Linked DNA regions of Ovis aries: region 2 is linked to region 1. The links are chromatin contacts, called in public Hi-C maps. All regions are on one chromosome and are shown on one strand. Each heading gives the region's core, a stretch centred on a gene start, on an enhancer-like site or on the middle of the called end of the contact. The rest is flanking DNA. Distances are from core to core; before and after follow the strand shown. Region 1 holds the start of HINT3 (histidine triad nucleotide binding protein 3). Region 2 overlaps NCOA7 (nuclear receptor coactivator 7).

The links. A called contact is a pair of places that touch in the nucleus more often than the background predicts.
Region 2: a contact with region 1 is called in a Hi-C map of liver, with 3 times the contacts expected there. The contact joins the enhancer-like site here to the promoter of HINT3 in region 1. A contact is called at or near these places in 7 of 16 Hi-C or Micro-C datasets (hypothalamus, liver, mesenteric adipose tissue and 3 more).

The regions. Positions count from the first base shown.
Region 1 is chr8:12,569,464-12,575,759 of ARS-UI_Ramb_v3.0, reverse strand. HINT3 (histidine triad nucleotide binding protein 3) reads left to right here and starts at 3,756. Exons shown (of 5, transcript XM_027972326.2): 1 at 3,756-4,159. The coding sequence starts at 3,959.
Region 2 is chr8:12,659,895-12,665,886 of ARS-UI_Ramb_v3.0, reverse strand. The region is part of intron 2 of NCOA7 (nuclear receptor coactivator 7); the gene reads left to right. Among named protein-coding and RNA genes, the nearest start is that of NCOA7, 85 kb to the left of the region's middle. Within about 2 kb of position 4,361, at least 14 of the 54 cell types and tissues checked have an H3K27ac peak or open chromatin away from gene starts, as enhancers often do. A contact at or near this core is called in liver, where this site is marked.

The sequences.
Region 1 (6,296 bases), core at 2,507-5,006:
CCACTGTGACAGGGATGTACTATGGGGCTTGACGCAAAAGGCTCTTCCAGGAAAGGGGCTCCAAAGAACAGTAAAACAAGTAACCCTTGCCTACGATTTGTGTGCCTGTAATAACTCACAAACCCATCCAATCCACGCTTTGCTACTCAGGCTGGTTCAACATCAAGGGACACACACAGGGAAGACTGGCTGGTGGTTAGAGTTCACCCAAATGCCCCCGCGGTGAGGCTATATCTTCTTGTGTATTTGTTGTTATTTTCACAGGATGGGTTGAAGCCTTCCGTACTCTACCTGAAAAGGCTACTGAAGTCTAAGTCCTTTTTAAAAGAAATAATTCCTTGGTTTGAACTTCCCCTCCAGGGCAATAGCAGGCCCCCTTTTATAGCCAAAATCACACAGGGGCTCACATGGGGTCTAGGGACTGATTACAAGCTACATACTTCTTGGCCTCCATACTTGAAGACCTCCAGTCTTCAGGGAAGGTGGAGAAAATGAACCATCCTTTAGAGAAAACCTTAGCAAAGCTCTGCCAAGAGGCTCATGACACTTGCTTCGTCCTGCAGTCCTCGGGGTCCATGTAGTCCCCAGGAGTGGTCTGAGGCTTAGCTCAGAAATGACCAGTGGGAGGCCTTGTCTTAGTACTAGATGTGGAGAAAACCCCTCAAGTCATGAGAGAAGAGCAACACATCTGTGAGCCAGGGGAAAGCCTGTGATGCCTGTTGCAAGCACAGGCATGATCCACAGGTGAGTAAATCGGTGTGTGAGCTGGACTCCCATTCGCAATTGTGCTACTGTGCTGCTGCTTGCATCCTACTGCTTTGCACGGCCACCCTCGCCAGAGAATTAACTCCCTTGTCCATGCTGGTTTAAGGGAAAATTCTCCACCCCCAAGATGCTCTGTTATTGACCCTGTGTGCCCTACTAGTCCATGTAACCAGGAAAAAATAGTGAGAACACTCACTCATCAACATTTCCAAAATCATGTCCAAAAGAGAACATTTAAAATAATGCTGGATATACCATCAACACTCACCACCCCAGCTGGATACTGGCCCTCCCCTTGCATTTCCCCTGATCCTTCCGGTTCCAATATTGATTAACAAAATAAATTGGGGACAGTTGCCACCCCTTCCCTCTCTGCTAGTCACGCTTGCACTTTCCAGGGGGCTATTACAATGCTTTAACCTGAATCCCCTATACAACGACCCAAGGCACGGGGCACGCTATGTTAAACTGCACAAATAGTACTTGTTTCATATGCCTACCCCCCAACCCCCGGCAACTGGAGACAGAATTACACCAGATATTCTGCCTCTTATGTAGGGAGAAACTGTACTTACAACCTCCCGTGTCCTGTTTCAAACTATGGCTCCGTCTTCCTAAACAACATGGAAGGGGAGTGTGAATGGTTGAAAGAAATATCTCATCCACCTGTCAATCCAATTCAACCTGCCTGTGGGACATCGAGCAAATAATGAGCTGGACTACAGTTGTCAACTCTGACAAAACCAACCAGATCACACTGAAGCATTTCATGAAGACCTTTATAACGTGATATAATCTAAATTACCAACATAAAGATTTGTGGTCTCCTAGTTGCATATGTACTAGCAACAGCTATGTCCTTCAGGGACTATCAGGTCTGAACAATCGTAAGACATTCAGAAGGGTTTGCCCCCTTGAAGGGTTTGTTTTCCTCTGAAGACACCCAAAACATCGTGTTATGGAGTTATGCCAGGCCATGCCCTTTTCCCAAGGCCTTCATACTATGGTCTGTAAATGCACTGATGATGTCCACTTCGTGTGAGAGTGTCCTGTATGGTCTATAGGGATAAGAGGGATATTATCTATAATAGGACCAGGCTGGCTCACTCCCAAATCTGGAGAGCAAAAGGAATGATCTTAGCACAGGGCAGGGCTAGTCATAGGACAGGCAGCTCTACACGGAGGCTTAACTTATCATGAAGTAACACTGGGAAATTTCACCCGGACAGTGTGGTTGTGTGATGGAACTGATAGAACAAGCCTTAATGGGACCTAAGACCTCTCTTGTCTCTTTAGCTAATATAGTTCTTCATAATCGCCTGGCTCTTTGTTACTTTCTGGCAGAACAAGGCAGAGTTTGTTTGGTAACTAATACTTCCTGCTGTGCCTGGATCAGTGCAACAGGACAGGTGGATGTTAATATTAAAGAAATACTCACCCATGCAGAACGGCGTCACAATTGTGGCAAGAGCAACACAATCTCACTGTCTGGTCAACACTGACAGGAGCCCTACTCCCAAAGTTAACTTGGTTTCTTCCATTTCTAGGCCCGTTAGTGGCTTTTTTCGGCTCTTGTCTGGTTAATCTTTTGGTTAACTTTGTATCTTCTAGGCTCCAGCAATTTCAAGTTAGGCTCATTATGACTCAAGGGTTTCAATCCATTCCAGCAGAGGGTGGCCCAGGTCCCTACATGTCCTTGAAACAGTCAGCAAGGGACTTCTAAACCTCTAATGTAAGCTAGGGTCTGAGACCCCTTGTCCAGCCAGAAGATGCTTCAGAAGAGGAAAACTTCAGCCCCTTAACCCTTAAAAATAAGGGGTGCAAAAGCTCACAGCGGGGGAATGAGAGAGACTGAGGACTTGGGACCCTTTGCTACAGTGTTTGCATGTGGACAAATGTCTGCTTGAGCAACAGAATATAAAGAAACTAAAGGACTAAAAATAACTGCTTGCAAGTTTTGAGCAAGCTCTAGGGAGTTGGTGATTGACCCAGAAGCCTGGCATGCTGCAGTCCATGGGGTCACAAAGAGTTGGACAGGACTGAGGGACTGAACTGAACTGAAGTACAGCCTGAACAAGTTATAAGCAACAAGGTACAAAAAGACCAAAAACCCAGCTGCTACTTCTGCGATGTCCTGAGCAGAAAGAGGGTGTTAGTATTACTCATGATCCCTGCACACAGCACCCTCAAGAGGGTGGGGGTGGTTGGGCCGACCTACTAAGCCACGTCCCCCCCCACCCCCGCCCGCCGATAGACCCCCAGATCTGGCCCGGCCCTCATCCCATTTAAGGGACCAACTCATGCGCCCCTCCCAACCCAGGGAGCCAGCAAGGGAATGTGTTACTCATTTTTCGCTCTTTCCCGAAGCACAACTCCCAAGAAAGCCCTGCCTGAATTTCTTGTCAATTTCTTGAAGTTTCTAGGTCAATTCCTCGTCAATTTCTATGAAGTTCCGGAATATGTCAGACTATAAACTACAGGATTCCGCATTTATCTGTGTATGAAGAATGAGATAAAGCCCACTATTTTGATCTAGCTGGTGCTGTCAATAATAACAACAAAAGGTAAAAACAGGTGTGAAGTTCTGTTTTGATATTTTGAGCCTTATCACCTAAAATTATCATGGTATTAAATGGATACCCAAAGTATCGAAAATAGTCTGTGTAGAAAACAAAGCTCTAGAAATGTTCATTCTCGTAAAACCTACGAATTAAAAAAAAATTTTTTTTTTAAAATTTTAAGACATCGCTATACACTCGAGGTACTTTATGTTACTGGGCTCAGGGAGAAGACCTTCAATAAGTTCCAGTTGGCCCCCGGGTAGAGCGCGAACGTGAGGTCATCGCGGCGTGGGGCGCGAGCCGGCGTTGTGGCGGAAGTCCTGCGTCGTTACCACCGAGACGCACGGGGATGGGCGGCTGCCGCCGGCGGCGGCGGCTCTTCCGTGCCGCGTCCTTGCGCGCCCCCGAGTGGCAGTCAGCGTGAAGGCCAGCCTCTGGCTTCTGCGGCTTCGCGGCGAGTCGCCTTGCGGCTCCGGTGGCCCTGGATCCGCGCGGTGCCCAGTCCCTGCCCGGCCCAGCGCCAGACAAGGGGCGACGCCTCGAGGTAAAATCTAGGAGGTGCAGGAGGCGAACTCTGCAGGAGGCCCTGTTGTCCCGGAGAAGCCTCTCAGCGGCGCAGACGAGCGGGTGCGATGATGGAGGAGGAGGAATGCGGTTTAGGGAAGTCGTGTGCCCGCTCTGAGCCAGTGGCGGCTGCCCAACCGGCGGGATCCCCAGGGGAGACCCCCGCGGTCACCGCAGAGTCCCCGGAGCTCGCGAACTACAGTAGCAAGTGCGTGTTCTGCCGGATCGCGGCGCACCAGGACCCCGGCACCGAACTCCTGCACTGTGAGGTGGGCTGCGACGCGCGACCCGGCGCGGGTGGGATCCGGAACGCCCTCGGGGGGCTCCGCTTAGGGCGCCTCAGCTTAGGGGGGCCTCGCCGGCGTGGATCGGGTGGGGACGGTCCTGCGTAAATGGAGCTGGAGGAGGCTGGGTGTCCTAGTGATAGAGACAGGCTTGTTTCTCTAGGCGCCGGGAGTGTCGCCAGCCTCGTTTACTGTTCTAAGGGGAGAAAATGTAGAGATAAAACCTCTCTCCGCAGCTGCCAAGGTGGTCGGTGGACAATAGTGACCTCTGATTTTATTAAAGGAACCTCCCCCTGCCCCACCTCCCCCCACTCTTCTAGACACTGCCTTTACATTCTGCAAATACTGATTCTGAAAACAAACTAGTAGAAAATAGATAATGGTGACTGTGACAAGCCCATTTGTTAGATCCGCTGAAAATAGGCTGGCAGAAGTGGTCCGTGGTCACACTATTAGTTAATGCATTCTGATTTCCACAGTTCCTTAGAAGTGTTATTATCAGTTGGGGAAATTTTCAAAGCATTTAGACTTTGCTCAGATATTTTAAAACAGGTATCGGGTAGGTACTTTCGTCTACCTGCTTGACTCGCCTTTAAAGAAACAGTCTTTTGAAAGAATCAGCTCCAAAGATTCTGGGCTTTGTTTTTGTTTTGTAATAATCATTCATTGGTTAAAAGTAAATTGAATTCCTTCTAAGCACTGTTGGAGATTCAGTGCTGAGCAAGGTAAATAAAGGCCAGCAGTCCCTGTCTACATTTTATAACATAAAGGGTGGAGTCAGTACCGACAGAAGAGGCAGCTGATAGTGTGCTCCGTGCTATGGTGAGATGGTTTTACCACCTGCAGTATTTTGCAAGGCCCGTGGGAGGGGCACCTGACCAGATTTGAAGGGTTAGGGAAGACCTTCCAGAGGAAGTGAGACATGAAAAAATAAGCATGGTCAGGTGAGGAGGAGGAGAGAACAATGTCTTGGGTAAAGAGAACCTTCCGCGGTTTGGTCTCTGCCACAGGCGAATAGAAATTCAATCTAACTGGAGCATAGAGTTTGAAGGGGTGAGTGGTAAAAACTGAGGGTGGAGAGGTAGGCGAGGGCCAAGTTATTAAGGCTGTTGTACTTCATGTTAAGCAGTTTGGGCTTTATATGAAGAGTGAGGGGAAGGAAGCGCCACAGTTTATTGCTACTGTTCATGCTGAGTTGGAAGAAAAGGGTTGAGGTCCATGAAAACGTTTGATCTTTGAAAGATCATCTGGTACCCTGGGGAAGGGTGATTTGGAGAGGGCCAGGCTGGAGGCATAGAGACTGGTTATGAAGCTGTTGAGGTAGTCTAGCCTGATTTAAAATGTAGTAATGGGGATGAAGAAAAGCAGATCAATTTAGGAATAATTAGGAGTCTGACAATGGAGAGGTCTGCATCGCTAGCCCAGATGATAGGAACTGCCAGCTTATAGGTGGAAATTGAAAAGAGGGAAATTAATAAGATCACCTAGGACATATTTTTAGGGTAGTGAAGGGATCCCTGCACAGAACTCTAAAGAACACTAACATCGTAAGAGAAAGGCAGAGGATGAAGACCTGAAAAGGGGACAGAGAAACTAGGAAAGCGAAGAGAGAGGAATATGTTGAGAAGATAGGAACTGGCAGCAATAGCTACCTTCCCTCATCCTCATATCTGGGTTGGATGACTCTCCAGTATGCATGCAGAGAGACCAACTTAGATTAGAACTAGTTTTGTCCCCGGGGTAATGACCGCTGACCTTCAGGAGAACAACTGCAGTGCAGTGATGAGGCAGTGGGCAGATCGTTGATAAAAACCTTGAGATTCAACCTAAAACATTGAAGACAGCAAAGACAGACGACTTCTGAAGGAAGTTTGGCAGTCTTGGGGAGAAGGGAGAGATAGTGGTAACTACAGGAGGTGGTGGAGTTAAGAGAAAGTTTTATAAAACAGGGAAGTCTTTGGTGTGCTTAAATCACGATGGGCAGGTACCAATGGAGAGATGTTTAAACTGGCCGCAAGAGGTAGAGCTTTGTCCCTGGTAGAGAGGAATTTAGTCCCCTGTCCATTACTCAGTATTTACATGAGTGCCTTCTGTGTGCCAGACACTGCTGGAGGCATTGGGA
Region 2 (5,992 bases), core at 3,112-5,611, 90 kb before region 1:
TTTTTAGCTCTTTAGACTTATCTGTGCCTCGTGTAAGCCTTGGATAGCAATTCCTTACTCCTAGCACTTAGAAGAACACAAGAGCTAAGATGCTGATAAAAGATGTTATGGAAAGACCGAATCACGAGAATTGCCTGTAACAAGATGATAACCACCTCCAAAACTGCTTTGTTTTTGAGGAGGGGAAATAGGAGTAATTTCCTTGAGGCAGATGGCATCAGATAAATGGAGACCTAGCACCTACTGTAGCACCAGGCACATGGCAAGCATCCCAGCAAAAGCTTCTGACATAAGTGAGCTCAATTCTTCTGTGCCTGCCCTGGTATTTACTGATACATAGAGCTCCTTACTCAGTTATTCTGTTTATTTATATAAACCCTTAAGGAATTGTTTGATCACAGTATATTTTTACAGTTTTATATTTTAATAATATGTTAATATATTTTTCAAAATTTGCTGTTACAGTTAAATTTGACACAAGTAGTAGTAATATTTACATATGTTTCAAAAGATGTTTGGTCCATATCACAGTATCAAAATATATTGAGTGGCATGAATTAAATATATCTCAAAATTCTCTTGTATTAAAGGAATACATTATTCCTTCACAGTAGAAGAGTATACATCTTTGCTTCTATGGAAATGAAGATAGGAATGGGAATTTTATAAATGTGGATACTGTCTCAGTGGGAAGTTCTTCAAACTGAAACATAGATATACAGATGTAAGACCTGAAAGAGAAAAGTTTTATAAATGTGGGAGGCAAGGCTAAATTGGAATAAAATAAATCACTATGTTTTTGTAGTGTGTTTATGTAAAAGATTAGTAAGAATCCTGAATGGTAAAGTAGATATTTTAAGAGAATTAGGAGGTGATTTTGACAAATAGAAAGCACTTAGGTTTGAGTATGGTTAGTTTTGTGGTTACAGCAATAAAGATTTATTTAGAGAAAACCTCTGCAGTATAAAGAATGAATTTAGCTTTTCAACAATAAATCTGTAAAGTGTAAAGCATTTCAAACTGTAACTTTCTCTGCTGAGTTCAAAAGAAACTTAACAAGAGTAAAAGAAATGAAATTCTCTACTTTTCCTTTGTTAAACATTTTTGGGGTTTGCCACACAATAAAAGTAAGCAACTACTGAGTTATTTCTCACGATGGCAACCCTAAGACTTTTCCTCATACAGATTATTTTTCTTTGGGGTATTTTTTAACCATACATGTGAAGATTTCCCATCTGTCATTTATCATTGCTTCACTTTGCAAGTTCAGAAAGCCAAAGCTGTGCTGTTTTGATCAGTTAATTCCTATACATAAAAGTAGGTCAAACCACAGACATACAGTAGCATTACTCTTCTGTTCAAAATCAATGTTCATTCTCCTACTCTAGAGTTCAAATTAAAGGGTTAAAATGGACTTTGATGTGGAAGGATATCAAGACCCTAATTCATAATTTTTTTAAATCAAGCAGGATACTTGAGGGACTAGGGTATAACATAAATTGAAATGATTAAGGTGGAAATCATTGGGTTTGTGCTTCTTGGGGCCATCAAGGAAATCAGACTAATGTTTAAAGTGAAGTCTTCTCATGAAAGCCTAGGTGGTGAACAGGTCCAATCTGACGAATGCCCCGGAAGAGTGCTTTCATGAGTGGAAACTTACAGTTTAGTTCAGTCCAGTCGCTCAGTGGTGTCCAACTCTTTGCTACCCCATGAACCACACCAACTCCCGGAGTTTACCCAAACTCATGTCCATCGAGTCAGTGATGCCATCCAGCCATCTCATCTTCTGTCGTCCCCTTCTCCTCCTGCCCCCAATCCCACCCATCATCAGAGTCTTTTCCAATGAGTCAGCTCTTTGCATCAGGTGGCCAAAGTATTGGAGTTTCAGCTTCACCATCAGTCCTTCCCGTGAACACCCTGGACTGATCTCCTTTAGGATGGACTGGTTGGATCTCCTTGCAGTCCAAGGGACTCTCAAGAGTCTTCTCCAACACCACAGTTCAAAAGCATCAATTCTTCAGTGCTCAGCTTTCTTCACAGTCCAACTCTCACATCCATACATGACCACTGGAAAAACCATAGCATAACCAATGACTAGATGGACCTTTGTTAGCAAAGTAATGTCTCTGCTTTTTAATATGCTGTCTAGGTTGGTCATAACTTTCCTTCCAAGGAGTAAGTGTCTCTTAATTTCATGGCTGCAGTCACCATCTGCAGTGATTTTAGAGCCCCCCAAAATAAAGTCAGCTATTATTTCCACTGTTTCCCCATCTATTTACCACGAAGTGATGGGACCGGATGCCATGATATTAGTTTTCTGAATGTTGAGCTTTAAGCCAACTTTTTCACTCTCCTCTTTCACTTTCATCAAGAGGCTCTTTAATTCTTCTTCACTTTCTGCCATAAGGGTGAAAGTGACCTGCATATCTGAGATTATTGATATGTCTCCCGTCAGTCTTGATTCCAGCTTGTGCTTCCTCCAGCCCAGCGTTTTTCATGATGTACTCTGCATAGAAGTTAAATAAGCAGGGTGACAATATACAGCCTTGACATACTCCTTTTCCTATTTGGAACCAGTCTGTTGTTCCATGTCCAGTTCTAACTGTTGTTTCCTGACCTGCATACAGATTTCTCAAGAGGCAGGTCAGGTGGTCTGGTATTCCTATCTCTTTCAGAATTTTCCACAGTTTATTGTCATCCACACAGTCAAAGGTTTTGGCATAGTCAATAAAGCAGAAGTAGATGTGTTTCTAGAACTCTCTTGCTTTTTCAATGCTCCAGCAGATGTTGGCAATTTGCTCTCTGGTTCTTCTTCCTTTTCTAAAAGCAACTTGAACATCTGAAAGTTCATGGTTCATGTACTGTTGAAGCCTGGCTTGGAGCATTTTGAGCACTACTTTAGTAGTGTGTGAGATGAGTGCAATTGTGCGGTAGTTTGAGCATTCTTTGGCATTGCCTTTCTTTGGGATTGGAATGAAAACTGACCTTTTCCAGTGCTGTGGCCACTGCTGAGTTTTCCAAATTTGCTGGCATATTGAGTGTAGCACTTTCCCAGGATCATCTTTCAGGATTTGAAATAGCTCAACTGGAAGTCTATCTCCTCCACTAGCTTTGTTCGTAATGATACTTCGTAAGACTCAGTTGACTTCACATTCCAAGATGTCTGGCTCTAGGTGAGTGATCACATGATCGTGATTATCTGCGTTGTGAAGATCTTTTTTGTACAGTTCTTCTGTGTATTCTTGCCACCTCTTCTTAATATCTTCTGCTTCTGTTAGGTCCGTAGCATTTCTGTCCTTTATTGGGCCCATCTTTGCATGAAGTGTTCCCTTGGTATCTCTAATTTTCTTGAAGAGATCTCTAGTCTTTTCCATTCTGTTGTTTTCCTCTATTTCTTTGCAGGACAGCTTGTTATATTTAAGCAGAAATACTGGGAAAACTGCACTTAAACTGTGGCAAATATTTGCAGGTTATGGATTAATGGTAAAAAATAAATAGGCGAAAAAATAAAAACCTTAACAAAATGTTCCCTGCAAAGGAGCAAAGAGGAAAGGCACAGACTTCTCCACAGCAGCGAACAGCAGAGGAATTAAACTTCTTCAGAATTGTGAAGTGAAAGCTGTTTTCCAGGTTCAAAGATAACAGGACATCCTCAGACATACTAAGGTCTCAGGAAACAGACCTTTTGTGTCATACCTTTCTTAAAGTTACTGTGCAGGAGTGATGCACTTTTCCGAGACGCATGTCGAAATGTAGTCCTCAAGAAGGAAAAAGTCATTGTATGAAAGAATTGTTGGTGGTCAGTACTGTAACTAATTAAACATAGAATTAAAAAAGACATAATGATGATTGTAAACATGGCTTTAAGTATGACAGTAAAAAGGCAGCACCATTCTTTTTTCCAGCTTTACTGAGATATAATTGACATTAAATTGTGCAGGTTAATGTATATAATATGCTGATATATGGATATATTGCAGAATGGTTACTGCCCTGGCACTAGCTAATGCCTTCATTTGGTCACATAATTACCATCTCTTTTGCGTGGTGGGAATATCTAAGATCCACTCTCTCAGCAACTTTTAAGTATAACGTACAGTATTATTAACTGTGATCGCCAAGCTGTTCACTAGATCCTTAGAACCTATCTGTCTTATCATATCCCTGGAAGTTTGTACCCTGATCAGCGTCTCCCTGTTTTCCCCCGCCCTACCAGTTCCTGGTAATCTGGCTGAGTTTTGCTCAAGGGAAACTCCTTCCTTTTCCTCTCACAACTCCAGCCCTCCCACTAACACAGTGTATTGTAATCCGTTCTAGTCTCTGAGCAGAGCAGCTGTGTCTGACGGAAGCTGCCGTGCTCTGAGTTCAAGCTGAGAGTCCAGTCCTTTCACGATCATGGCGCTCTGCAGCATGCAAATCTTGTTTCCTGCTCAGTCCTTGTGTGACATCCGCTTTGTATTATGAGAAATCTCACTGTTGGTCAAACGCTCCAATGTGGTTTGGGCTGAGAGAAGGACAGCAGTTCAGACTCAACAGGGTTAGTGGTTTTTGAGTTGGAGTGATTTTGAAAAATCAAGTTAGAACTGAACTGGGGAGTTTGCCAAGGAAAAACACTGACGGGAGGAAAGTGACTGAGTCTTTTTTGGAAGGCAGTCTGGTCACTTTTATCAGTCTTACTTTTGCACACTCTTTGACCCAACAGTTCTTTTTGCAGAAGCTTACCCTAAGGAAATGATCGTGCGTGTCGATAGATTTGACCACAGAGACTGTCACGGCATTGTTTAAAATAGTGGGAAAATTAAGATAACATCAATAACTTAACATGGAATGCTATGTGTCATTTTTTAATGATGAAGAAAAACAGTTGACGACGTGGGAGATTTTCACAAAATACTGTTACAGTGGAAAGGCAGGTTGGCAATAGAAATCGACTGTGATTCCATTTTTGTTTAAAAGAAGGAAAGCTGCTGAAAGTACATTTACCAGAAATCAGATGTTTCTCTCTGAACCAGGGTAAAATGCTGCTGCTGCTAAGTCGCTTCAGTTGTATCTGACTCTGTGCAACCCCATAGATGGCAGCCCACCAGGCTCCCCTGTCCCTGGGATTCTCCAGGCAAGAACACTGGGGTGGGTTGCCACTTCCCTTCTCCAATGCATGAAAGTGAAAAGTGAAAGTGAAGTCGCTCAGTCTTGTCCGACTCTTAGCGACCCCATGGACTGCAGCCCACCAGGCTCCTCCGTCCATGGGATTTTCCAGGCAAGAGTACTGGAGTGGGGTGCCATTGCCTTCTCCAGGGTAAAATGGGTGATTGGTATTTTCTTCTTTTGTTCCACTGTATTTTCAAATGAACACAGATAGTTTTGATTCATATAGAATTGTTTTTCACATTTCCTAAAATTTCTCCTAAGGCTGAAATTTACTCGGTTAAGGCCTTGACCTATTTATACAAAAGAAAAAAAAGACATTTTGAGAAATTTTTTTCAGAGGGTGGGAAAGAAGGTGGGAAGGTGAGGAGAAGCAGCATGAGACATGAGGGAGAGCAGAAAGCATGTTTTGGGAGAGTGACTGCTGTGGGCTAGATGCTCTATTTCATTATTTAATGTGCTAATCATCACGATCTACTGCAGGCAGTAGTGGCCTGTTTTGTAAGTGAGAAAATCTAGAAGCTGAAAAAGTTTCAGACGGTCCCCCTGCGGCTCTGCATGAAGCTGGGTTCAAGCCCAGCTCTGTGGTACTGAAGCCCGAGTGAAGCCTCCCTCATCTTTCTTGCTTTCCCCTCAATCTACTGTGAGAGAAGAATAAGGCAAGAGTTAAATAACATTTTCATGTCTTCTCCCCTGCCCCAAGAACATTGTTATATCTTAGTGGGGAATAAAAAGGTGACTGCATGGAATTTCCTTTTCCCCTGAGCTGTAATGAATATGATGACAAGGTTGAAAGTTCTCACTTAATTACCTCACCCAGTCACATATGTAGTTACATTCAGAACAC